2 separate regions of the Mus musculus genome follow, and region 2 is linked to region 1. The links are chromatin contacts, called in public promoter capture Hi-C maps. All regions are on one chromosome and are shown on one strand. Each heading gives the region's core, a stretch centred on a gene start, on an enhancer-like site or on the middle of the called end of the contact. The rest is flanking DNA. Distances are from core to core; before and after follow the strand shown. Region 1 holds the start of Susd6 (sushi domain containing 6). Region 2 holds the start of Pcnx (pecanex homolog).

Region 1 (7,007 bases), core at 3,579-6,078:
GCACAGATACGAGGCTGGAAGATGACAGGTGCCTGCCAGACTCCTTTCTCACATAAAAGACTTTTTACAGGGTAACACTCCAGAGCATACATCAACCAAAGAAACAATTTCTACTTACTTGAATCTTAGCCATGATGTAGAAAATAGATTTTCATATCCAAGGTCTGCCACCTCAAGTTTTGCCTGACTGCTTCCTGGGTCTCAAGATCCTAATCTGCATTCTTCCTTCCCATCAGCAAGCTACCGCCTCCCACATAAACCACAGTATTTGTCACTGCTTTAACTTTTTTAAGCATCCTACAATGTGCTCATATACCTATGAGCATGAATTTTCTAAAAACCATTCAACTAGGTGAAGACTCAATGTTATTACATATGTAGATATTCTGGCTTTGATTGGCTTTTTGTTTGTTTTGGAAACAAGGACTCACTAAGTAGCACAAGCAAACCTTGAATTTAAGGTCCTCCTTCCTCTTCACTCCATGGTTTGAACCTGTCCTAAAAGTCCAGGTATTAGAAAATCCTCAAATTCATGTATTCATATTCTATTTGGAGGTAGGACTAGAAGGTGGATGGATACATTAGCAGTTGCCAAGATTTTACCATGTGATACCCTGTGCCATGTTATGATGTAAGACACTGGTGCCAAGCTCTTCAACTTGCTGTGAGCCAAATAAGCTTCCCTTCTTTTTTTTTTTTTTCGAGACAGGTTTTCCTCTGTGTAGCCTTGGCTGTCCTGGAACTCAATCTGCTGTAGACCAGGCTGGCCTCGAACTCAGAAATCTGCCTGCCTCTGCCTCCCAAGTGCTGGGATTAAAGGCATGCGCCACCGCCCAGCTAAGCTTCCCTTCTTAATGATTTACCACATCTCAGGTTTTTTTGTTACAATAACAGAAAATGGACTGAGACTGAGAGTGATCTCGGCATAGATAGAATCTTCAAAGAAACCAAAAGAATTTCTTGTCACATATTTTGTTTCAATGTTTGCCCTTAACCCAAATATCATAATCTTCACATTCAACTCTGCAACACAGCAATTCTTGCTTTTAAAGTGTGTGTGTGTGTTTCCTTTATCACTTTTTTCCTCCATTCTCCTACTACTTGAGAGAATGTTCCCAGCAGGAATCCCATGAGTTCAAGGCAGATAGAGGAAGGAAAATGAATTTTGTTCATCAGCTCCAACTAGATCACATGCCAATCCAAGAGCTCAGTAAAATGTTTTATGTGTGGCAGACAGTGGGCTATCTGGACCACCACTTCCTCTCATGAACTATCACTTGGTAAAGGGGAAAGCAAGGTAAAACACAAGCAAGCACCCACCGTGTTCTTTGGCTTTCCTTCACTGCCAGCAGAGGTTCTACTTTATTCTCCCAAATCACCTGGTTGGTACTGAAATGAGGAAAATCATGTTCCCCGGTGAATCTTTAACTTTTCTCTTGGTTTTTACACAAGGTCTCACTTTTTAGTACTGGCTGTCCTAGAACTCACTATGTTCAAACTGGCCTTGAACTCTGCCTCTGCCTCCCAATGCTGGAATAAAGGCATCTGCCACCATGCCCAGTCTCAACAAATATTTTAAGATTTTAATGATTATGCACAGGTGTCTGTGTGCATTCAGCCCAGAAAAGGGCATCAAGTACCCTAAAACTGTGAAGTTATGAATGGCTGTGAACTGGCTGGGTGCTAAAAAACAAATTCCAGTCCTCGGAATTTGGACATTGAACAGCAAGCACTCAATCACTAAGCCATCTCCACAGCTCCCTAACTGAAATTTTAAGATACTTTATTGTTTCTCTAAGCCTACAGAGGATACCAGTAGTGAGCAGGTGTCAAGAGAGCTAAAAATACAGAAAAAAAGCACAGGAGAAATATGAGAGTAAAGGATGTTTTGGTGGTCAAGGGTGTCTTTTGGTTGTTGGGGGTTTTTTGGTTTCTTTGTTTTTGGTTTTTTTGTCATCTGATTTTGGCACAGGGTTTCACTGTATGTGTACCCAGGCTGGCTGGAAGTCATGACCCTACCTCAGGTCTCCCCAATACTGATTACAGACATGCACAACCAAAAGCAAGTTTTAATGTGAGAAATGGACAAACATAATGTGTGTAAAATAATGCTTACTAGTAATAATAAACTTGTAAAAAGTCTTACTTTTAGAAGCCAAGTGAATTAGTACCTTTGGAGGGCACGTGTTCTCGTGTGTGTGTGTGTGTGTGTGTGTGTGTGTGTGTGTGTGTGTGTAGGAAGCAGTGAAGCAGGAACCGAGGCCCCAGACACAGTAGAGGAGGAAATCCCCTGTCAGAAGATGCATCATTACATAAGTGCTCCAGTTCAATCGCCACACCATGGAGACCGGGCAGGAAACCACAGAGTGCTGAGGTCTTGCCACCTACCAGGCTGCAGGACCTTTTTACCTGGCTTTCTCTTTTCAGTGAGCTTGAATGCTGGCTCTGGAGAAGCTGGACTCAACAAGTCAAACTGACACCTGGTGGGCTTGCTCTCAGGACTGCATACCCTGAGCCTTTTCTATAGCAGAAGGTGAGGATTTTTTTCCTCTCTCATTCCTACTACAATATCCAGAGTCCCTCTGTAGACAGGAATCCCATCTACAGGGTCAGTCTCGAACTGATAACTGTTCTTCCTTTTAAACTTAATGGGTACAAAGTTCCTTAAGCAGCAAACAGTGAGCCAGGCATGGTGGCTCACACCTTTAATCTCAGCACTCGGGAGGCAGAGGTAGGCGGATTTCTGAGTTTGAGGCCAGCCTGGTCTACAAAGTGAGTTCCAGGACAGCCAGGGCTATACAGAGAAACCCTGTTTCGAAAAAACAAAAAACAAACAAAAAGCAGCAAACAGTAATGAAAACTAACACCATAAATCAAAATAAACTAAATTAAAAGTTGAGCACCATGAAAATCTGTCTGGTTTCAGTTTTAATCATCCCAGTATCTATAAAACCAGGTAACGACTGGCATATGCTGTGTATGATATGAAATTTAAAAAAAAAAGTGAACTAGTATTGTGCAACCTACCATTACTGGGCTTCCAGGAGCAAGTTAGGGATGCTTATCATCAGAGAAAGAGCCTCAAACAGTGGTGTTTTGAGAAGAATCTAGACACTCCAGAACTTACATTTGTGGCTTACATTATTTAACATGTGTAACTTTCATCTCAACTGAAAAAATAAGGATAATATCGGCCCTACCTCAAATATTATTACATGAGATCAAAAGTGAAACTTGGGCCAGTGTGATAGCTCAGAGTGGAGAAGCACCAGACGTGATCACCAGAGTTCAATTGCTGGGAGGTAGAAAACTGGCTCCTGCAGTTTGTTCTTTGACCTCCACACCAGCACAAGTTCACACACTCAAACTCACACACGCTAAATGAATTTAGCTTGGGACACAATAAACCCTCAACAAGTTTTCCACAGTATCACCACCTTATGAAGTGATTCCTTTATTGAAATACAGGAATCCACTCCCACCCCCAACTCAAGACAGTTCTCATTTCTACTTGAATGTGCATCTAATGAAAAATGCAAAGCTCAGAAAACTAAGAAGTCAAAGCCAAGGGCATGTCTCTACTAGTCTCCACTAGATGGTGACAGCCTGGGTGTAGAATTCCCAGAGCACAAAAGTGTGTGTGTGTGTGTGTGTGTGTGTGTGTGTGTGTGTGTATGTGTGATTTTATTATTATTATTATTAACCAAAGGGATTCTAACACCAAAAACCGATTGACCAGTGAAAAGTGGAAAGTCACTGCGGATCTTGCAGATCTAGAAAGGACTAAATACCCATGGCTTAACTGAAAAGGATAATGTCCCCGCACCTCTCTTCGAACCCCAACCAACAAGAGCAACAAAGGGCAGCACACTACCTTGTCACCAAAGAAGTGTGTGGCAACAACATTGGGCCTCTGCTGAACTAATGTAAAGTTCCCAATGAACTTAATGCCTCTTTGGGATCCCCGGCCTTGCTGCCCTCCCAATTCCGTTACAGGTAAGTTTTTCCACCATGGTGGCTGTCCCGGGAGGGACCATCAGTCTCACAAGTAAGAAAGTCTATATGTAGTTACAGTAAAACCGAAACAAAACAGGAAATGGGTTCGGCAAGTTTCAGCCCACATAATAAGAAAAGTTTTTGCGACTGAAGAGGCGACCAGGCGCTGGGGCTCCAGAACGCTCCCGCGCACAGGCGAGCGGCTGCAAGGTTTCCTCAGGAAACCCACCTCGGCCAAGCCGGTCCCGCCGTGCGGAACCGCGGCTTCGCTGGACTGGAGGGCCTCCGCCTTGCAGCGCGCTCCACCGAGCCCGATCTGCTCTCCGCTCTCGGGCACCGGCACAACCACGCCGCCGCCCTCGGAGCGGCCCGACCCGGCTACTCCCGCGCGGCTCGCAGTGCTGACACCGGCCGGCGCGGTAGCAGGCGGCCGCGCAGAAGGCCCGCGTCCCTGAGGAAGTGCTTGCCCGCCAGTGCCCTGACAACCGGCCCCGCGCGCCGCTGACACAAAGCCGGCCCCTCCAGCCCGGGCGGCGGTGACAACTCACCCGGGAGCGGCGCCGAGACCTCCGGGAAAGGGGGCGCTAGCAGCTCCCGCGTCGCCGAACCCGCTCCGCCGCTGAGCGCGCCCGCCTGCCTGCACTCCCTGTCGGGTCCCCCGCGACGCCTCGCGTGCCCTGGTCTGGCTCACGCGGCCGGGCGCTGACGAAGGAGGAGGACGAGGACGAGGACGCGAGCGGTGGCCGGCTCCTGAGGATGGAACGCGGCGGCGGTGGCGACGGCTGCGCCAGCGTCACTGGCCCAGCTGTACGACGCGGGCGGGGGAGGCCCCGCAGAGGGGGCAGGGCAGGGACGAGGCCTGGGCGGGGTCAGGCACGCACGCAACAAGCGCAGGCGTCGCGCCGCTGCGACCGCCCCGAGGAGTCACGCGCACGCGCCTCTGACCTTGTCTGACACGCCCCTGGCGGCGGGGGGAGGGAACCTTAAAGAGACAGTCACTCGAACTGCTCTGGCTGTAATACTCTAGTTAAGCCACCTTCCTAGAGGGCCCTCCGGTTCTTTTACTGTTATTGTTTGGTTATTATTTGGATGTTTTAATTACTGTCATTTGCAAGGAAGTATACTGTTGTTTAAGAGCCTCTTCTACACACGTCGCCCATTTAGGTCTTGAATCGCTTGCCTGACCTATCTTCAAAGCAGGTTATTATCTCCCTATTAAGCTGTACTCTAGGTTAGGGTGTGTAACTTAACTATCTCAAAAGTGTCCCGAGGGGGTTAGGTGGGGGTGGAAATGTAGATCAGGCCATTCTGATTCTATAACGCTGGGGTGGGCTTCAGGAATCTTTTTAATGGGTGTCCCTGAGTGCTATTTCTGCGCACTCAAAAACACCTGGCAGATCTTAAATGGAGGAAACTGACATTCCAGCGAGGCCTGGGGAACCTAGAGCTGCAGGCTTGGCCCCTAGCTTTTTGCTCTGCTTCTGAGCCTCCTTGAATTGCTTTCAAGCGCGTCTTAGGTGAGCAAATTGAGCACTGGTCAGCTGCATCCATTTAACAGTGACTCTCACTACAGAGGGGTGGCCATATGACAGTAGGAACTATCTCTTTGTGCCTAGGTACTTGGTACTAGGTACTTGGCCTGTCTTAGAGGTGCTCAATAAATGTTGAAGCACTCCTTGAAAATCAGTGACTCATAAATTAAGAAGGCCTGTTAGCCTTTTCTTTTTTTTTTCTTTCTTTCTTTTTATTTCTATTTATTTATTTATTTATTTATTTATTTATTTATTTCGAGACAGGGTTTCTCTGTGTAGCCTTGGTTGTCCTGGAACTCACTCTGTAGACCAGGCTGACCTCGAACTCAGAGATCCGACTGCCTCTGCCTCCCAAGTGCTGGGATTAAAGGTGTGCCCCACCATGCCCAGCCTTTTCTTTTATCTGTGCAAGTGCCCTACCTAGGATCTACTGGAGTTTTTTGTTTCTTCTTCTTCTTCTTTTTCTTCTTCTTCTTCTTCTTCTTCTTCTTCTTCTTCTTCTTCTTCGTTCTCCTCCTCCTCCTCTTCTTCTTCTTCCTCTTCCTCTTCTTTCTTCTTCTTCTTCTCAGTTCTCCTCCTCCTCCTCTTCTTCTTCCTCTTCCTCCTCTTCTTTCTTCTTCTTCTTCTTCTTCTTCTTCTTCTTCTTCTCAGTTCTCCTCCTCCTCCTCCTCTTCTTCTTCTTCCTCTTCCTCCTCTTCTTTCTTCTTCTTCTTCTTCTTCTTCTTCTTCTCAGTTCTCCTCCTCCTCCTCCTCTTCTTCTTCTTCCTCTTCCTCCTCTTCTTTCTTCTTCTTCTTCTTTTTCTTCTTCTTCTTCTTCTTCTTCTTCTTCTTCTTCTCAGTTCTCCTCTTCCTCCTCCTCCTCCTCTTCTTCCTCTTCCTCCTCTTCTTTCTTCTTCTTCTTCTTCTTCTTCTTCTTCTTCTTCTTCTTCTTCTTCTTCTTCTTCTCAGTTCCCCTCTTCCTCCTCCTCCTCCTCCTCCTCCTCTTCTTCTTTTTCTTCTTCTTCTTCTTCTTCCTTTTCTGCCAGATACCCTTTGAACAAAGTTACACCTCAGGGCCTTTCACCTAGAAAGCTTCCAATAAAGGTGCTGTGAATTACTGCCACAACAACACACCCATCCCTTAGAGCAGTGGTTCTCTCAGCCTTAATGCTGTGATCCCCTTAATACAGTTCCTCATGTTATGACAAAACTCCCAACCATAAAACTATTTTTTGTTGCTACTTCATAACTATAATTGTGGTAGTATTATGAATCGTAATGTAAACATCTGTATTTTTTGATGTCTTAGGTGCCCCCTGTGAAAGAAAGGGTCCGGTTCAACCCCTTTCAGGGTCCCAAATCACAGGCAGAGGACCACTTTAGAAAGCTCCCCCCTCTCCCTGTGGGCCTAGGAGAAACCCCTGATGTATTCCCTTCTTTTTCCTTTCTTCCTCTGAAAAATAGACACCTGGCATCCTGCCTACTTACCCAGTCTGAGGG
Region 2 (7,157 bases), core at 1,835-4,334, 1.1 Mb before region 1:
GATTTTAATACAGAAGGTGAGCTTCTGCTTTGATCTGGATATATATGTCACACTATTGACCTCACTACTATAGCACTAGCTTGTTTCCTAAACTGCTACACTCCTCTGTGCTAAGTTCCAGACCACGACCTCTGATCATTCATCGTCCCTACAGTTCTAAGCTTGCTGCTGCTTATCCCAGCCTAGACTCCTAAGTTCCCTGACAGAAAAAAGTGAATCGGATCCATTGCCAGTCATATGTCTAACGTCTCATTACTGTGTGTCAGTCTGGCACTGCTCTACATCCTTAAGAGTACAGCAATGAACAGAGAGAAACCCCTGCCTGGTCAGAGCTTCAAGTCTATTATTAGCTTTCCTCGGTGCAACAGGGTGACAGAACCAGCAAGTGAGTGTGTGCCTCAGCCAGCAGAAACCGCTGTTCAGAAAGCGGGCAGAAGAGGTCAGAGGCTGCTATGTTACTTATCAGGGAAAGTCTCACACGCCAGAAACCCGAAATAACCTAACCAAAGGCAGGCCACACAATCATCTGGAAGGGAGAGGCCCCTGACAGAGTAGGAAGGGCAAGCACACCCAGCCCAGGGCACAGTGACGACATGTCAGCTGCTGGGTAGACTGCAAGCAGTCGAACTGAGTATAGAAAGGGGCAGAGCAAGGGCAGAGGGGAAGCTGGTCTACGCACAAGGGTCACAGGACCTCAAAGAATCCTGATCTGTGTGTAGGGAAGCAAGAGCAGAAACAGCAAGCCTTGATACAAATGCCATCACACACCCCCTGCCAGCCCGCACCCCCACCCCAGACAAGTACCCAGCAGGGCAGAGCTGCTTGAACCAGGCCTGACTGGGGGATGATGGACTCCTGTCAGATTTTAAAGACAGAACTCACTAGCTTTGTGCGTGGACTGGGAGTGAGGAGAAAGAGAAGCCTATGAGAGCTTTTAAAGCTTCAGGAAGAGTGGAGCTGCCATTCGTTGAAGTGAAGCACTTTTATTTTCCCAGAACCTGGCAAAGTACCTAGTGCACAGCGGACACTCAAATACCTGAGAATCGAGCTTAACTGAATAAACTCCCGGGTAATTCAATATATGGCTTTCCGCTTCCTCTGAAGTCCTCAGTGGTGTTAATTCCACAAAGAGGCTTAGACCCAAACCTTACACAGCACAGCAACAAATCCTGACCTCCCAACGATCATTTTGCCTTTAATGTACAACCTGTCTGGACACCCGGGAGGGCAGCTCTGAAAGCGAGTGAGCTTGAAGGGCCGCCTCACCACCACAGCCACAGAGCTGCTCATTAAGGACATCGCACTCCTGGAAGGGATGCTGATGCAGAGTGAACCCGATCGGCCACAATGAACAGAAATTATAACATTTAATGATAAATTTTCAGAATCTGACAAGACCAAGTCCTGTAATAAACAGCTCCTTTAAGCTGGGGTAAGTCCCTTCGAACACATTCCTATTAGAAATCAGAATCTGCTTGACAATGTGACATTTAGCGCGAGCACACACACACACACACACACACACACACTCGCCATCCCCCAAGGCATGTTCCTGCCTTAGTGATACTGAGAAAAGAGGCAAATAGGCTGCCCTAACTCGCGGTACTTCTCATACTCTCCATTCGGGGACTTAGTAACCCAGCACCTTTGTTCTAGCCCTCTGAAGAACCATGAAGTTAGCAGAAATTCCCTGAAAATAAAAGTTAATATCCTTCCTTCCAATCACTTTAAAATTTGAAAGCTTTGTTTTCTCAAATGTGCCACCTAAAATTGTGCTTTTATTTTATTTTTTATTTTTAAGAAATGTGCAAACATCTTTCAGGAAAACATCCTCTAAAAACACTCCTGAGGCCTGGACTGCACAGTGACTCTCAGGCCAGCCTTGGCTATAGAAGGAAACCGTCTGGGAACACCAAAAACACTTCAGAGAAACTGGACCGAGAGCACCAAGCAACAGGCGGCGGCACTCTCCTTTTCCCAGCCAGTCAAAGGCCTTGAACCAACGCAAACAAACGCCAGCCAGGCTCTCGTATCTCCCCGCTCCCTGCCGGCAGCGCTAGCCTGACAACACCGCGGTCCCTCGCCGCGGGGCTGAACCGAATGGAACCCGCACTCAACCGATCAGCGGTTTGCGGAGGCGCGAGCCCGCTGGGGGTTTCCCCCAGCACGGGAAGCGAGTACGAGCCGGGACACCCTGCGACTCCGTTTCTGCCGGAGCGCGCACGGCCTCCCCCGGGCTCCGCACACAGCCGGGGGCCGAGGTGCGGGCGGGGATGCCCCCGGGGAGCGGGAGGTAGATAGTCCGAGGCCCGGGGAACGACCGGGGACCCCCGATGGAAGGCCTCGGGGCGCCAGTTACGCAGACCCGCACGAGAGGCGCTAGGAAAGCGGGACCCGGCCGGGGACCGGCGGGAAGGGAGGTGCTGAAAACACGGGAAACCCGGGGCCCGGAGCGGAGCCAGCGGGGGAGGGGAGCGTCCGCCCGCCGCCGGGACCGCGGGACGCGGGGAGGACAGGGGCGCGACCCCCGGGCCCCCGAGGATCACAGCCGAGCGTCCGCTGCGGGTCCCCGTCCCCGCCCCCACTCACCATGTAAAGCGTGAAGGGCAGGCCGAGCAGAAAGAGCCACAGGTAGAGGTGGAGCGCGTTCACGAAGGTGGCCTGGTGCGGGTCGTAGTACCAGCCGCCGCTGAGCGCGGCCCACACCCCCTGCCGGAGGATCTGCAGCGTCTGCGACCCCATCCCCACCCGGCGTCGCCGCCGCCGCCGCCGCCGTCCCCGCCCCGGCCCCAGCTTCGGCCTCGTCGCCTGCGCGCCCGCGGACCGGTCTAGCCCCCTCCCGAGCTCCGGGAGAGCGGCCCGGCGCCGCGGCGCTCGCTGGTGCTGCTGCACGAGGAGGAGGAGGAGGAGACGGCGGAGGAGGAGGCGGCGAGCGGCAGGGCGGAGAGCGGCGAGGAGGAGGAGGAGGCCGGGCTCCTGAGCGCCGCCGCCATCTTGTCTTCGAGCTCCGAGCCCGAGCCCAGTCCGCCAGCGCTGCCGCCGCCGCCGCCGCCTCCGCCGCCGCGACCCCCGCCGGCCGCCAGCCTCGGCCCGGCGGAGCAGGCGAGCGGGCGCCCGGCAGGACGCGGAGGAAGCCGCGCCCCCTCCGGCTCCTCCTCCTGCTCCCTCCACCCGCGGAGCGGTCCCCACGGGTACGCGCAGCGCCTGGGTCGCACGGGCGCCTCCTGTTGGGAGAAGCCTGCAGAAGCAGCATCTGGCCGGGGTGGGGATGGGGGTGGGGTCGGGTGGGGTGGGGTGGGGTCGGGTGGGGTGGGGTGGGGTGGGATCCGGTCGGGTCCGAGTTTGCAACCCGGATGGCACTGCACCGGGCATGACCGACCACTGCAAGCTCTTTAAAGTCGAGCGGACTTCCAGACTTCCAGAATTCGTAGACCTTGCAGGGGCTGCCGTTTGTGGCAATTGCCCAAGACAAAACAAGTAAAAAACATTTGGGGGTAAACTGTCTGAGTTTGACACTGCAGGACTGGAAGAATTAAAGCAGAGTTGAAAAGAACTGTGTTACCCTTTTTTGGACCCGAAGCAGCTTGAGTGAGAAAAAGGGCGACGACGTCAAGAACTAGAAGCTTTACTGCTTCCAAATAGGTGTAAATTAATACAAGCTGCAAGAGATACAAAAGTATGACATGACCAAGTTATGCTTGCACCACAACTTTTCTTTTTCATGTGGTGCAACTAGTAACCATTTTTATCAATGGGCCAATCTCAGCAGAGTTGAAAGATTCCTGACTCCACCCAAACTTTGAATGGGGTCTTGTACTTCTCTTTTTATAGCTGTGAAAACTGGGAATCATTCTTGGCCCAGTCTAATGTTTCTGAAGTATGTCTGATCTCACTGGATGGCTTTTTTTTTTTAAGGGTTTGAAGGTTGAGTTTATTGTAGCAATAAACGTACTCTGTTTTCCCAGATTAAAGTTGCTATAATTAATGAGGAAAGCAAGTGAGACAGAGCAGTTGGTGACATTTTAAGAAGTGGTTAAAACCCATCGCAGTGCCTCTGGGTATCATGCCACTGTATAGCTGGTTATGCTCACACCTGCTCCACTTAACCTTCACAACGCTCCTTTAACACAGCCAGGGCTATCCTTATTTTTACCAGTGAGGGCTCTGCCACTCAGAGTGATTGCCCAGGTTCTCATAAGTAATAAGCTGTGGAGTGCTCAGAAGTCAGCGTTCATCCTAGCAGCATGGACTGAGCCTTTCATATCCACTCAGGTAGGAGTTAGAACTCAGGCAGGACCTTCAGGCTTAAGGATATAGTCAGCTGTTCTCAAAGGTGATGGGGGCATCACCTCAGAATGACTTAGAAAAGGAAATTCTCACATTATCTCTCTAGGGAAACTGGGTGAGAGACTAGGGAAAAACCAAAAAGTTTTAAGAAGCCTTCCAGAGATTGTAAGAACCTTTCAGGTAGGAAGAACACCACTTTCCGTTGTATAATCACAAAGTGATCTAAGTTCAAAGCACTTTAAAGGGTGTAAATAAATTCACATCAACATATATTTTAAATGTATGACTAAAAACAAAATCAAGATTAAGTAATACAATATTATAATTAAAATAGTGACCTAATGGCTTGATTCACAGGCACAAGATGGTTGAGTTTTCTTTTGTGTCTCCTGAAGGAGACAGGAAAGCTCTCTTGAGAAACTGGAAGCGATCCCAAGCTTTCCAAAACAAAGGAAGATGTAAACCAGGATAAAATTCCAATAGCACATTAGTTTCCATGCCAACAAATATCCACTGTGGTTTAATATGAAAGGATGGACTGTCACAGCGAGGCCGACTGGGAGAAATGGGGTCTAGCACTGGACTCATCCGTGGGGTGGGAGGCAGACCCAGCTGGACCAGAAAAGAGTACGTAGTGGATATAGAACCAAACCCGCAGCAAGCCAGGAAGGCAGCCGGCAGCAGGGATCTCCAACATGTGAGGAGCCGACACAGCTGCAAGGCAGCCTGGAAGCTCAAGGAAATGTTATGGCAAGAATGAGAAAAATATGTTGCTTATTGCAAGGCCCCAACCTTGCTGCTAAGGTTTTCCAGGTCTAAATTCATGGCCTTAAGTTTAGGTGCTGGGCAAATTCTGGTGACCCAAGAGAACAAGGCCAGATTTGATGGCTACTTTAACAGGGAAAGTAGCTTACTGCCTAGAACTGGGACAAATTCTCACACTGTGTGGATACAGTATGTTGAGGCCCCTGGGTGTTAATGTAAAACCCTAATTCCCTTCCAACATTCCTGGGCTTAATCCCAGAACCTAAAGAAGGGAGCTATACAGCAATAGTCTCTACGTGAAAAGGGGCAGCCGGACAGCAGGGCCAGAAAGTTAAAAGAGGGCAGATAGAAACTGCCTCTTTCACCCTGAACTGGTAGAAGCTTTTTAGAAGAATGCAGATTAACTGGCAGTTGAAAGAAGGCCTAGAAAAGACTGACCTTCCCAGATGACTGACTCAGTCCCTGGAGGAAGGGGCAGATCTTACAGGCTTTTCATCTCGCAGCTTTCAAAATGTTTGCAGGTGCTCCCACATGCTTCCTGTGCTGTCCACAGGGGCACAGAGAGGTTAAATGGTTTGCCCAGGTCACACCCTGTGTCATACTCATAAAACGTGAGTGCCAGACAAAAAAAATGAAGACATCTAATTTGCTAAATGTTAACACTCCCAGCCAGGCCCAAAAGTCATCAATAATGTTATACTTAACATGTCAGAGTTAGCAGCCGTGACACGCTGCCAAACCACCACCTGACATGGGCTCATCTTTCAGCTAATCCCATTAAAATGATGTTTCCTGACTGGCTCACAGACCCCTTGAGGACTGGGAGCACCCACGGCAGATGCTTTCTCCTTCCTGAAAAGGGAAAAACTGAGCAGTGGAAACCATCTAATGACTCTACCCAAGCCCACCTGTGACAGAGGCATCCATGATACAGCCCTGTCTATTAGGTGTCAATCCCTTTAAGGCTCACGTGTTGTGCCAACTACCCAAAGCCAAAAACAAAAAACAAAAAAACAAAACATCCATGTCTCTTCTGAGACCAGATCCTCTTCTCTCTCTTAATGAAAAGAGCATTTACTTACTTGCTCAGACTTGGACCCTCTCCTAAGGTCTAAACGCCTGCTCCTTCTCCTGTCCACGCCCATTGTGTTGCCAAATCAAGCCTGCTGGTGGATGCTGTCAGCAGCTCTTACCTAACAGCCTGTTGCCGCCAGTCCCTCCCCCTTCAAAACCTTTGTACCTTCTACCAGCAAATTAATTTCCCTAATCTACTCTTCTTAAAAGCTTTTAATTCCCTCCAATAACCTACCTTAGCCAAGTCTTCAAGGCTCCCTATTAACCTGAATAGTCCCTTTCATTTACCTGCCCCTGCTCCTAGCAGGAAACCCTTTTTATTGGTAGATATCAGCATATAAAGGTGTATGTTTATCAGCCCACCCAGTTATCAATCTGTTTATGTGCTCTTATGTACACTAGAGCTATCAGCCCTCTAAAATCCATAAAGACTGCCCCCTCCCTCTCTTTACCCCCCTCCTTCCTCCCCCCTCCCCACTCACTTAGCACTTAATTGTCTGCTACTTTCTGTGCCTCCAAGTGAACCACATTCCTTGATGCTCAATGGCAAAGTGCTCCTCAGTGTGCCCCAGCTGGCAGGGTGCTCCTCAGTGTGCCCCAGCTGGCAGGGTGCTCCTCAGTGTGCCCCAGCTGGCAGGGTGCTCCTCGGTGTGCCCCAGGTGCTCCTCAGTGTGCCCCAGCTGGCAGGGTGCTCTTTAGTGTGCCCCAGGTGCCCATCAAAAAGCTGTTAAAGATCAATGCACTCGGTGTAGACGGGCTGCAGAAAGCACAGGGTCAGGACTTTCCAATCAGGAATGCAGATCTATTTTTTTAACCATATATTTGGTACTTCTATATTTAAAAACACTCCAGCAGTTCTAGAAGATCAGTTCAAAAAAGGAAAAGCTATGAAATAGACTGAAAAGAATTAGGGAGAGAAGTACCCTAGAATTATCCCCTAGTTCACTTTTTAGCTATTTCTATGTGCCACTTTATGTCACAGGCAGATAAATGTCAAAAGTGGGGAGGGGAGGAGAGTCCCCAAACCTATA

Evidence for each region. Promoter capture Hi-C pulls out the DNA fragments that hold promoters and counts their contacts.
Region 2: a promoter capture Hi-C map of neutrophils shows a contact between it and region 1, with 4 times the contacts expected there. The contact joins the promoter of Pcnx here to the promoter of Susd6 in region 1. A contact is called at or near these places in 5 of 39 promoter capture datasets (embryonic stem cells, hippocampal neurons, liver and 2 more) and 1 of 484 Hi-C or Micro-C datasets (embryonic stem cells).

The regions. Positions count from the first base shown.
Region 1 is chr12:80,788,353-80,795,359 of GRCm38.p6, reverse strand. It overlaps Susd6 (sushi domain containing 6), which reads right to left and starts at 4,828. Exons shown (of 6, transcript NM_178682.4): 1 at 4,545-4,828.
Region 2 is chr12:81,855,957-81,863,113 of GRCm38.p6, reverse strand. It overlaps Pcnx (pecanex homolog), which reads right to left and starts at 3,084. Exons shown (of 36, transcript NM_018814.3): 1 at 2,590-3,084. The coding sequence starts at 2,742.